Regions from separate parts of the Lactuca sativa genome. Here region 2 is linked to region 1. A link is a contact called in public Hi-C data. All regions are on one chromosome and are shown on one strand. The core of a region is the stretch at or near the end of the contact, and the rest is flanking DNA. Distances in the headings are between cores, read along the strand shown. Region 1 holds the start of LOC111908121 (nuclear pore complex protein NUP58). Region 2 holds the start of LOC111911333 (dof zinc finger protein DOF3.4).

The links. Hi-C and Micro-C count contacts between places; a contact is called where the count stands out from the background.
Region 2: a contact with region 1 is called in a Hi-C map of leaf, with 4 times the contacts expected there. The contact joins the promoter of LOC111911333 here to the promoter of LOC111908121 in region 1. A contact is called at or near these places in 2 of 4 Hi-C or Micro-C datasets (leaf and seed).

Annotation. Positions count from the first base shown.
Region 1 is chr4:393,599,792-393,605,625 of Lsat_Salinas_v11, forward strand. LOC111908121 (nuclear pore complex protein NUP58) reads left to right here and starts at 2,258. Exons shown (of 6, transcript XM_023903963.3): 1 at 2,258-2,675; 2 at 2,958-3,072; 3 at 3,134-3,601; 4 at 3,683-4,217; 5 at 4,388-4,428; 6 at 4,635-4,825. The coding sequence starts at 2,413. The coding sequence ends at 4,670.
Region 2 is chr4:394,354,861-394,360,694 of Lsat_Salinas_v11, forward strand. LOC111911333 (dof zinc finger protein DOF3.4) reads left to right here and starts at 3,740. Exons shown (of 1, transcript XM_023907132.3): 1 at 3,740-5,090. The coding sequence starts at 3,920. The coding sequence ends at 4,915.

The sequences.
Region 1 (5,834 bases), core at 1,008-3,507:
CTAGATAGTGCTCCCTCATTTCGCCCTCTGGTTCCCACGTCCACTCAAAGCCCTTGCGGTGCTGCCATTACACCTTCACTAGACTCACCTCCTTGTTACGAAGAGTCTTAGTTTTCCTATCTAGAATCGCCAGGGGCTTCTCCACATAATTCAAGCGCTCATCAACCTGACTGTTGTTTAACGAGACCACTGTAGAAGCATCGACTACTCAAACTATGTTTAAGCACCCTTATCACCCACACACCAACATGCAAAGTAAAAGAAGCATCCAAATATTAGAAGATATGCTTCATGTATGTATTTTCGAATTTGATGGAAATTGGGATGACCGGATGAGTATCTCCTGTTAATTGAATTTTCATATAATAATAGTTACAAATCAATTATTAGGATGGATCTGTTTAAGGCATCACATGGAAGAAAATATCAATCCCTATTGTGTAGATACAAAGAGAGAAACGTCTCATCAGGATAAGTTTAATTCATAAGATATTAGAAAAGTTGAAATGATTCGAGAAATGGGTGTTGGTGGCACAAAAAGAGGTTTTTACCTAACTATTGTTAATATTAGGTGGACATTAAGTCCCCAAACCATATTATAACGAAAGTGAAGTGTAAAGAATAAATAGAAGACTTGAGGTGACTATTATATGTTATTGTTGCATACATGAAACATATCTTGAAAGTGTATTATTTGGGGAAATATTAAATTCAATTTGAAAGCTTGTCTAAGCATCATATATGTGTATACACTTAGGATTTACGGGTCACTTTTGGGAATTATCCTATTTTGTGTGTGTGACTATTTCATTTGTGTTGAAGTTTTTTCTTTGTGACAATTTCCTCTATGTGACACTTAAGCTTTAAGTTAAGGATATACTTTGCAAACCCATTCCATGGTCCCATGTGGGATGGTCACACATCTCAAAAATGTTGGACTTATAATCAGAGACTCTAGACAATTGTTAGGTGTGATGCTATTATCTTGTTTGTGCCATTATTCCATCGAAGCCATAATAAAAAGTGACTAGTTTTGAGTGTAGAAAACTTGGGTTAAAATGATATTGAAATTATTTTGTGAGTTTGACTTTAGAGTTGGATTATTTCCATCCATTTATTTTTTGAGTTTGACTTTAGAGTTGGACTATTTCCATCCAATTTCATTCGGAAGTTAAACTACAGGTTATCAACTAGGCTTTTCATGTCTTAGGTTACTATTTTGATGTACACTCAAATTTAGAGATTGAAGCATGTACAAAAGAGATATATTGGATATTCTTAAAATTTTAAGTATGTAGTTGTTCACTTTTGAGTTTTGTTTTGTTATAATTCAACACCCTCGAATATTAAACTTTCAAACCTTTTCATGTTATGTAAATTGTTGGGGAACTAATATAACTCTTTAAAAATGCTTAAATGTTTTTTAAAGACAATTTTTTTCCCTAAACTCATACGATGTGAGTTTCAATGACCTATCCAAAATTTCCTCAAAATTTCTGTGACATTTTAAGAAATGTATGTGAATCCAACAAAATACCAAATGTCAAATAAAAGGCACATTTGGTACATATTTGCAAATAAGAAAAACACATATATACCAAAATATATCTGGTTATGTTATTAATAATGTTAAAAGATAGTCAATTCTTAAGAAGACATTTTCCAATTTGTTCGTTTATGATTATTTCATTTTCTATATATCAAACTAAATCAATTATTTTTATAACTTAACACAAGGACAAATATAGAAAAATACAATCATTTATAAAAACTCTTACATATTGTTTTTATTCAGAAAACTTATATTTTCATTTACCTTTCACATAATTCAAATATACAATTTAATAAAGAAATTACCGGTTGTTTTTGACATTTATTTTTTTCATTTTCGTGTTAACATGAAAACAAAAATAAGTGACTTTGCCTCTTATATAAGGTAAAACATGATAAATAAATCATTTAATGAACGATCATTTATTCAAGCAAAAATAACTGACATTGTTTAAATTTTTTCCTTGCCAACTTAAAAAGAATAATGTTATGTCACAAAATAACAAGTAACCTCTAAAAAAAAACCTATATTTAAATAAATCTTAAAAATAAGGGAAAATATAAGAGTTTTAATACATATAAACAAAATATGAAAGATTTGTTAAATATTGATGGATAAATGGTTACTCAAATGATAAATCCACTAACTTGTAAGTGGGCCGTTTCCAATGGACTAAGTTAAGTTAAGTCCATCATGAAGCGCAAATTACTTTTCTCCCTCAAGTTTCCCTCTCATCGTCTGATAAATCTAGGGTTTTAAAGCAATGGGTTTTTGAAAATTTCCGATCTTTCTTCGCCCCAATTCTGTCAAAATCATCAGCCAAACACATCACAGCAGTTGAATCTCTGTTACAGGTAGCAATGGCGTTTTCATTCACGCCACAACAACAACAACCTTCACTATTTCAACCCCAACAACAACAACAGCAATCGCCGTTTCAACCGAGTGGCGGCATCCCCTTCTTTCAACCACAGCAACAACAGCTTCTGCAACAGCAACAGCAGCAATTGCAGCAGCAACAGAATCAACTTTTTCTGTTTACAAATGAGAAGACTCCGGCTACCTACGGGACTAAATGGTCCGACCTCCATCCCGATTCTCAGAAGTTTCTCCTTCAAATCGAGTAAGATTTATATGCATCCATAACTTGCGTTTTTTCCTTTTTGTTGATTATACAATGAATTTATCAAAATCACATGAAGAATCGATGTTCCTTTATTAGACGTATGTTTCCGTTGCAATTTCAGATGTCAATGAGTCTGATTTTCCGCCTTTAAATAGATCAGGATTCACAACACGTTTGCTAACTAATTGAATTTTCAAAACACAGCTGCAATTAGAATGATATCGGTGTGGGTTTTGCACAAACTTAATGAATTCTGAATTTGAATGTTACTTGTAACAGAGAGAGAATACTGGAGTATAGAGATGAAAGCCAACGTTTGGATCAGTGTGGAAGACTCTATGATTCTTCAGTCTCCAATGATGGCTTTGAGCTTGATGCAAGTCACATTGTTCAGGTACTTTCTTCTTAGTGTAAAAAGTAATGAAAAAAACTTCTTATCGACTTTATTTCAACAGGAACTTGGTGGAATCACTACAGCCATGGATCGACAAAAGCTTCTGTTACAAGAACTCACATCAAATGTCAAAGACATGCTAAGAAACACAGAGATTGCTGTTCGTTCCTTCATGATCCTCCGTTCCAGGTTTCAACACCCAAACAAAGCCACCACCACAACACCACCACAAGCTCCCGGAGCTCCACCAACCACCACCACCACCACCACTCAACCTACAACCTCCGCCATAGTACCTGTATATGATTTCTACACCGGCCTCCCTCGCAAACCCTCCCCATTCTTCCAACAAACAGTTGCCAGATTTGATAAATATCTTCACGAATGCCGCCAGTGGGTGGAGGAATTAGAACAGCTGCTTCTAGAATCTTCCAAGAACAACTCCATGAATTCCAACCCTTCGTTGCTTGAATCTCTTCCAAAAGTCATGTCAAACGTTCATGACTTCTTTGTGTATGTAGCATCAAAGGTAAATATATAACTAATAAACAAACAATTATGAATTTCATGAATCATGATTTGCTTTATGATTTCATATATTTTTTTTAAGGTGGAGAGTATTCATCAGTATATGGAGTCGATGAAAACCGCATATCTTTCTGATCAACGTGGAAGAGGAGACACAAACGATCCGTTTCTCGAGGCTGACCGGAGAGAAACCGCGAAACGGGCAGCTGCTGCCCGAAGGGTACATCCGACATTACATCTCCCATCTAACTCACAGCCATCTGGCACGTTACTTGCCAGCTCAGCAACACCTGCTGCTGCCACGTCATCTGCTGCTGCTGTTGCTACTCCACCTGTGGGGGCTGCTGCCAATGTGGCGTCTGGTTCAGGGCTGTTTAGTACTCCGTTTGGTGCCACGTCATCGTCTTCTTTGTTTTCAACTCCTGCTCCTTCTGCCCCGTCATCAAATTTGTTTGGATCGAGTGGCGGGACCCCTCAAACATCGATTTTTGGGGCGTTTTCGACTTCGACACCTGCGTTGGGGCCCACATCGACAGGTGGCGGATCCCTGTTTTCTACACCGTTTGCTTCAAATCCCGCAAGTGGAGCCTCCACATTTTCTACACCATTTGGTACAGGTAACCCTTTTTTTTTTTAATAAATTTTAATTTACAAACTTCTAAAAAGTTAGCAAGGACTGAGTTTGTGACCTTTGGTAAACCATAGGGACTATTTATGTAACTTTTGTTAACGTATGTTTCATTGTTTGTTTATTAATTTGTTAAATTTTGGTGTGAATTGAATATAGGGGCAGCAACAGGATCAGGGGCAAGCTTTAATACTCAATCAGTAAGTCAAAGTTTTCGTTGACTGTCTTAAATTGAAGCTTAGTAGATTTGTTTATTACTTGTATGTATTTTAATAGAAATAGATTGAAGTAGGATGCTATAAATATAATAAACAAAATCAATGAAAGTATTTTTTTTATTTTTGTATCTAACGATATTTATTTTTATGGTTGTTACTAATAGTAAAAATTGTCATGTTAATTACAGAAAGCAAGAGGTAAAAGTCGCACAGGAAGGAGGTAATGTCGTTTTTTTTTACCATTTCTTCTCGTTGTTTTTTTGTTTCGTTTTTTTTAGAGCATTTCAACTAATTATTGTAATTTGTACCCGAAAAAAATGTGAAAATTGAAGATCAATGAGATCCATTGTTTTAAATAGTAAACATATATTTTTCCTAATTGCTTCAAGTGTTTAGAATATTTAATTTTGTAGATCATTATAAAGTTCTATAGTTGTGGTTTCTTTTAAAAGATGTACCAATATTTTGCAGATCATTATAACACACAGTTTGAACTAATCAAACCGACATGTCATCATAACCTATTTGTGTCTGGCTAAATACACAAAAATAAAAAGTTTTTGACAATATAATGGTATATGATGAACCCAAAAAAAAAATTAGGGTTAAAAGTAAAACATAACAAAGCTGTATATATAACTGGTTTTATGACATTAACCCAATTTTAATATATCATTTTGATATTAATCATATTTGTTAATGGAAAAAACTTAAAACTGAGGAATATTGAAACCAAATTGAAAAAGACCGAACTGAAAAAGACCGGTCCTAAAAAAACCTAACTGTTTCGAGAACAACCTGAGACTATACACTTCTAATTTCACATCTAAAAGAAAAAATATAGGGAAAACTGCAATAAAGTTCCTACATATTGGCCTCATAATCGATTTAGTCTTTATATATTTTTTTTATTCAATTAAATCCCAAATACCGGTAATCGTATTCAATTTAACCCTTTGACCCGGTCAACAGGTCATCCAACTTTCAAAAATTACATTTTTGGCCTAGATTTCAAAATTTATTACAAATTTGGTCCAAAATTTACACTTTTGGCCCAGATTTTAAATTATTTTACAAATTTGATCCAAAATTTACCCTTTTTGCCAAATTTTAGGATTTTTATTATGAATTCATTCTAACTTTAGTTTTCTTTACAACTTTTTTTCTCAAAAGTTTGTTTCTAATATGTTTTTTTCGTTAAAACTCATATTTATACAAAAAAAACATATTTTCACATAAAAATCTTATTTTTTCTATATAAAAACTTTTCTAAAAAACTTTTTTGTATATGAAATATCTAATTATAAAAATAGGTTTGGATTATTTGTGTGATTTCTCTTAAAAAATCAATTAAGAAATTAAAAGTAACCCTAAATTATACTATTAAA
Region 2 (5,834 bases), core at 2,490-4,989, 760 kb after region 1:
ATAATCGTATATTATGACTTAAAAGTTATAGTAACTTTATAATTCTATTAATTTTAACTTCTATATTAATTTTATCTCTATTGGTTAAGCTAGTTTTTTATGTTTAACTAATTTATCATTATCTAAAATATTCTATAAAAGACCTTCATTTAACTAGTCATTTTTAAATACATGCAACACTTTAAATAACTAGAAATATTACAATAACATCATAAATGGTCCATGTGGTTATCCAAAATCTGAAATTTAGTCCCCGAGGTTTAAAAATCTCATAGATGGTCCCTGTGGTTTCAAAACTTTTAACAAATGGTCCTTTTCGCTAACTCTGTTAGCATTTAACCGTTAACTAAGGGCATTTCTGTCATTTCACAACCACAGGGACCGATTATGATGATTTGCCTTATTTAATAACAAAGAAAAAATATAATTATTTAATATTAAATGGCCCCACCCTCTCTCTCATTCTCCTTTTTTTTTTCTCTCTCTCTCACACACACACACACTCTCTCTCTCTCTCTCTACCCTCACTTCTCTCTTCCCTTCCTATTTTTCTTCACCACCGGCCAAGAAGAGGCTGCCTCCATCCCGACGGACCTGATCCCCAGCTCTTCCCTTCGTGATTACGACCAACCCCAACTTCCCAAACCACCCTTCGAGCTCACCAACGTCGTGTAGCACCCTCCCTTGGTCATTGATGTCTTCCCTTCGTTCCCACAGTCCCATTGTTGGGTTAAATACCAAGGAAGAAAAGAACTCGTCAGAAAAACGGGATCGCCGGTCTCGGCAACAGATCTTCCACACCAAACCTTTTCTGCTTCTTGCGTGTTTTTTTCCCTTCTCGAATTGATGAAGACGATGGCCCCATCCCCTATTAGTTGTAACCTATGAGTACAACCTTGTAAATGTAACCATATCATCAGATTTCTAATCAAGAAAAAGAAACGATTGATTGAATAATCGGTTGCTTCATCAAGTGTAAATTCACAGAGTGGAATGATCAATCAAAGTGGAAGGAATGCAATTAGATATAGGGATCAAATTAACCAGATCTTCCAAATTAAGTGAATTACTCACGAATTCCACAACATGAAATCTTAATTTTTGAGACTAGGATTGAATCGATGATGAGCAGTAGTAGTAGAAGATTGATAATGCTAGTTGAAAATTTGATTGAAGACTCGCAAATTCCACATCATGAATCTAGATTAGGAGCCAGAATCAAGAAGTCGAGGAAGAAGGTGACACAGTCTGGAGGCGATGCGACAATGGGAGGAAGGAATGAGAGATCTCAGTCACCATTATTTATTGTGTGGAAGATGGAGGCGGCTAAGGAATTCTGGGTGGTGGTGCCTTTTAGGATCTGATCGAGGGTTTCGGGGGGGGAGAGAGAGAGAGAGAGAGAGAGAGAGAGAGAGAGAGAGAGAGAGAGAGAGAGAGATAGAGAGAGATAGAGAGAGAGAGAGAGAGAGAAAAGGAGAATGAGAGAGAGAGAGAGAGAGAAAGATGGTGGGGGGATTTAATATTAAATAATTATATTTTTTTCTTTTTTTTTAAATAAGGCAAAACATCATAGATGATCCATGTGGTTATGAAATGACAGAAATGTCCTTCACTTAACAGTTAAATGCTAACGGAGTTAGCGAAAATGACCATTTGTTAAAAGTTTTGAAACCACAGGGACCATCTATGAGGTTTTTAAACCACGGGGACTAAACTTCAGACTTTGGGTAACCACAGGGACCATTTATGATGTTTTTGCGTTTATTTCAAAAGTAATTTATCACAATACATTTCTTGGAAAAAATAATACGAAAAAACCAATATATAAATAAAATTTATAAAATATTGCATGACTGTTTTAAATTTATATTTCATAAATAAATATCACTAAATATTCAAATATTCAATATAAATAATTAATTAGTAAATAAATAAATAAATAATTTAAAATAAAATATACATTGATGAGGTAAAAGAAAATAATAATTTAAAGTAAAAGATTAAATATACAAAACATAAAAATATATTGTTGTATATTGAATAGTCAATAAAAAACAAAAAAATATGTGTTTCAATAATATTGAATAATCAATAAAAAGTAATAATAAGCTCTAAAAAATAAACATAAATATTTTACCTGAAAACTTTTAACCTAACAGTACCAATATTGTCCACTTTGAAGTTGATAATTCAGGTCTCATAAAATATTCGACTGGAATTAAGATGTATATATTTGTCTGTTAAAAAAATGTTGTAAATAAACTATTTATATTCATTATATTTATTTAAATTAACGATTATAATTTTATATAACTAAAAAAATATATTTTCATTAATAATTTATTTAAAATAATTGATTAATAATTTTAAATTTTAATATAACAATTTTAATTAATTTTATAATCATAGTTCTTACAGATTATAAACTAGTTTAACAACTGTAATTAATTCAATTATTATTATAACTGATTACTTTAATAACTATTAATTTAGTTATTTTGAAAGTTTGAACCAATAGAAGTGTTTTGAAGCTAAAAATATCTTAACGTTATAAAATATTTATATTTTTTTTATTTAATACTATTTATAATAATTTTTATTTTTTGATTAATTAAAATCTATATTATTTTGCACTTCCAATTAAATAAAATATTTTTTATGCTTATAAATAATAAAAAAAAAAAAAAAAAGAAAAACTAATGCTTAACTTTTTAAATAACGTATAATATAATGTTGTTTAATAAAATCTTTCTATCATTTCTTTTAATCCCATATGTATTTTCATTTTATTATTAAAAATATTAAAAAAATATTATCTTGTAATTGAAATAGTTTACACTAATTTGTGGCTGTTAATATATGAAAAATATTGAAATCAAAGCATATATGAAAAATATTTAAATCAAAGCATCTTCAGTAATAATCATATATTATGACTTAAAAGTTATAGTAACTTTATCATTCTATTAATTTTAACTTCTATATTAATTATATCTCTATTGGTTAAGCTAGTTTTTTTTTTTATGTTTAACAAATTTATCACTATCTAAAATATTTTATAAAAGACCTTCATTTAACTAGTCATTTTTAAATACATGCAACACTTTAAATAACTAGAAATATTACAATATTTTATTTCAAAAGTAATTTATCACAATACATTTCTTGGAAAAAATAATATGAAAAAACCAATAAATAAATAAAATTTATAAAAATATTACATAATTGTTTTAAATTTATATTTCATAAAGAAATATCACTAAATATTCAATATAAATAATTAATTAGTAAATAAATAAAAATAAAATAAAATAAAATATAGTTGATGAGGTAAAAGAAAATAATAATTTAAAGATAAAAGATTAAATATACAAAACATAAAAATATATCGTTGTATATTGAATAGTCAATAAAAAACAAAGAAGGATGTGTTTCAATAATATTGAATAATCAATAAAAAAAAAATTAATAATAATCTCTTAAAAATGTAACATTCAGAAATATTTTACCTAAAAACTTTTAACCCAACAGTAACAATATTGTCTACTTTGAAGTTGATAATTCAGGTCTCATCAAATATTGGACTGGAATTAAGATGTATATATTTGCCTGTTAAAAAAAATGTGTAAATAAACTATTTATATGCATCAACACCCCCGCCCCCCCCCCCCCCCCCCCCCCCCCCCCCCCCCCCCCCCGCGGGGATTTTACAATATTAAAGCAAGAACCCTCACATTCTTGATCTCCCTATTTTTTGGCCAAAAGCCATTCAAACGACAAAGGCAACTCTTGTTTCCATTTCTTCTCTCTCCTAATTTTCATCACAAAGAGTACAAGAAATCCAACTTTGTTGTTGTTTTTTTCTCATCACTTTCTTGTTTCTTTCTTTAAATTCATCTTCAAATCGAGAAAGCTAAAGATGATCCAAGAGCTATTTGGTGGAGGTGCTACTGGACTTTTAAATAGAGACAGAGATCTTCCTGTATCTGGAGCCTTCGAACCTTCGCCTTCTCCATCACCCTCTTCTTCCACCACCAACACCGCCACCACCAACGCCCCCACAGCCGCCAACCCCACCACCTCCGACAACCAGAAGTTAAGATGCCCACGATGTGATTCCGCCAACACAAAGTTTTGTTACTACAACAACTACAACCTCACTCAGCCACGCCATTTCTGCAAGACTTGCAGGCGTTACTGGACCAAAGGCGGAGCACTACGTAACGTCCCAATTGGTGGTGGTTGCCGGAAAAACAAAGGCACTACCATAGCAACCACCATCGGAAAACCAATCTCCTCCAACGGAAAACTGAAAGCTGTAGTTTCATCTGAGCTTGGAAAGTCCGGTTTCATCAACGGTTTCGAACATGAATTTACTCACAACCCAATTCTATGGTCTGCTCCTCCACAAACCTCTCATCTTCTTTCACTACTCAGAGCCACACAAAACCCTAACCCTAATTTTGCATCAAATTCCGTAACCCACATCAAAGATCAAGGCTTTATGGTTGGATCACACATGTCTAACCTAGGATTCGAACCTTTAGGTCAAGCATCATCATTAGGACTATGCAGCTCTTTGTGGAGAAACAATCAAGTAAACCAACAAGCTCAACAAAACCACCATGAACAACATCAACAAGGGATGATGAACAGTGGTCATGAAGTTCAAAATACAGAAAACAATCAAGGTCAACGGTATCAACGGTTGAGATCATCATCTCCTGTTAACTACTTCCATCATGATCAAACGACACCTTTGATCTTGGGTAGCAATGTCGCCAACACTTCATCCTCAATATCAACTTCAACGATCTTGGATTCTTCTCCAGTTCTTGCGAGTGGTGAGCTGGGGTTTTGGAATCAAAGCCTTCCATGGTCCGATCTAGCTGCTGCTAATGGTGCATACCCTTAAATCAAGAATATTTTTATTTCATTTTTTTTTTGTTAATTCATAGTTATGATCATAGCTTAGGGTTTGCAGTTACTTCAGTTTCTGGTGATTAATTTGGGGTGTGGTATATGAATATGGTTTGTTATTTAATACGATGTATGTGTGCTTTTAATTAAAGAGTGTTTAATCTGTATCACATACTTTTGCAACTCACTGTTTGTTTAAATGTTCCTCGTCTTTTCAAGCTTAGCAATCCGCGTCCTCTTCACATGCAAAGTGTTTCTTTTACAGAAAAAAAAAAGGAAAAAAAAAATTTACTTTTAATACTCTGATTTGATGACTTTCGATGTGAAAACCTTGGAATTTTTTTTCAAGATTCATAATAATGTATGGCTGGCTAAAAATGAGTTTAACATAATATATATATATATATATATATATATATATATATATATATATATATATATATATATATATATATATATATATATATATATATATATATACTGAGTATTAGTTAAAATTGTGTCTTTCATGCATTTTTAGTTTAAATTGCTTTAGTTTTTTTTAATGAGAGGAGTATATTAAAATAGTATTGGAATCAAAAGAGTGGGCAAAAACACATAGATAAGTGAGCATATCTTCTTGGTTAACTCAACATATTTAGGGCTGATTTGCCTTTTCTGGCTAGTGGAAGAATGATGGAGCAAAACAGAAGATTCTTGAGTTCACTGTTCAAGATATTAAATTAGTTTAAAATTTTGATCCACCTGCAGCTTATAAGAATGACAATTAGGTTAGTTAATTGATTATTAATAGAGGATTTTAATTGATAAAGTTATTGTAAATAAGTTGTGGTAAATTGAACATAAAATGGAAGCGTGTTTAGAAGGGATGTTTGACAAAATTAGTTAGTAGTTAATAATTATAGCTTTTATTA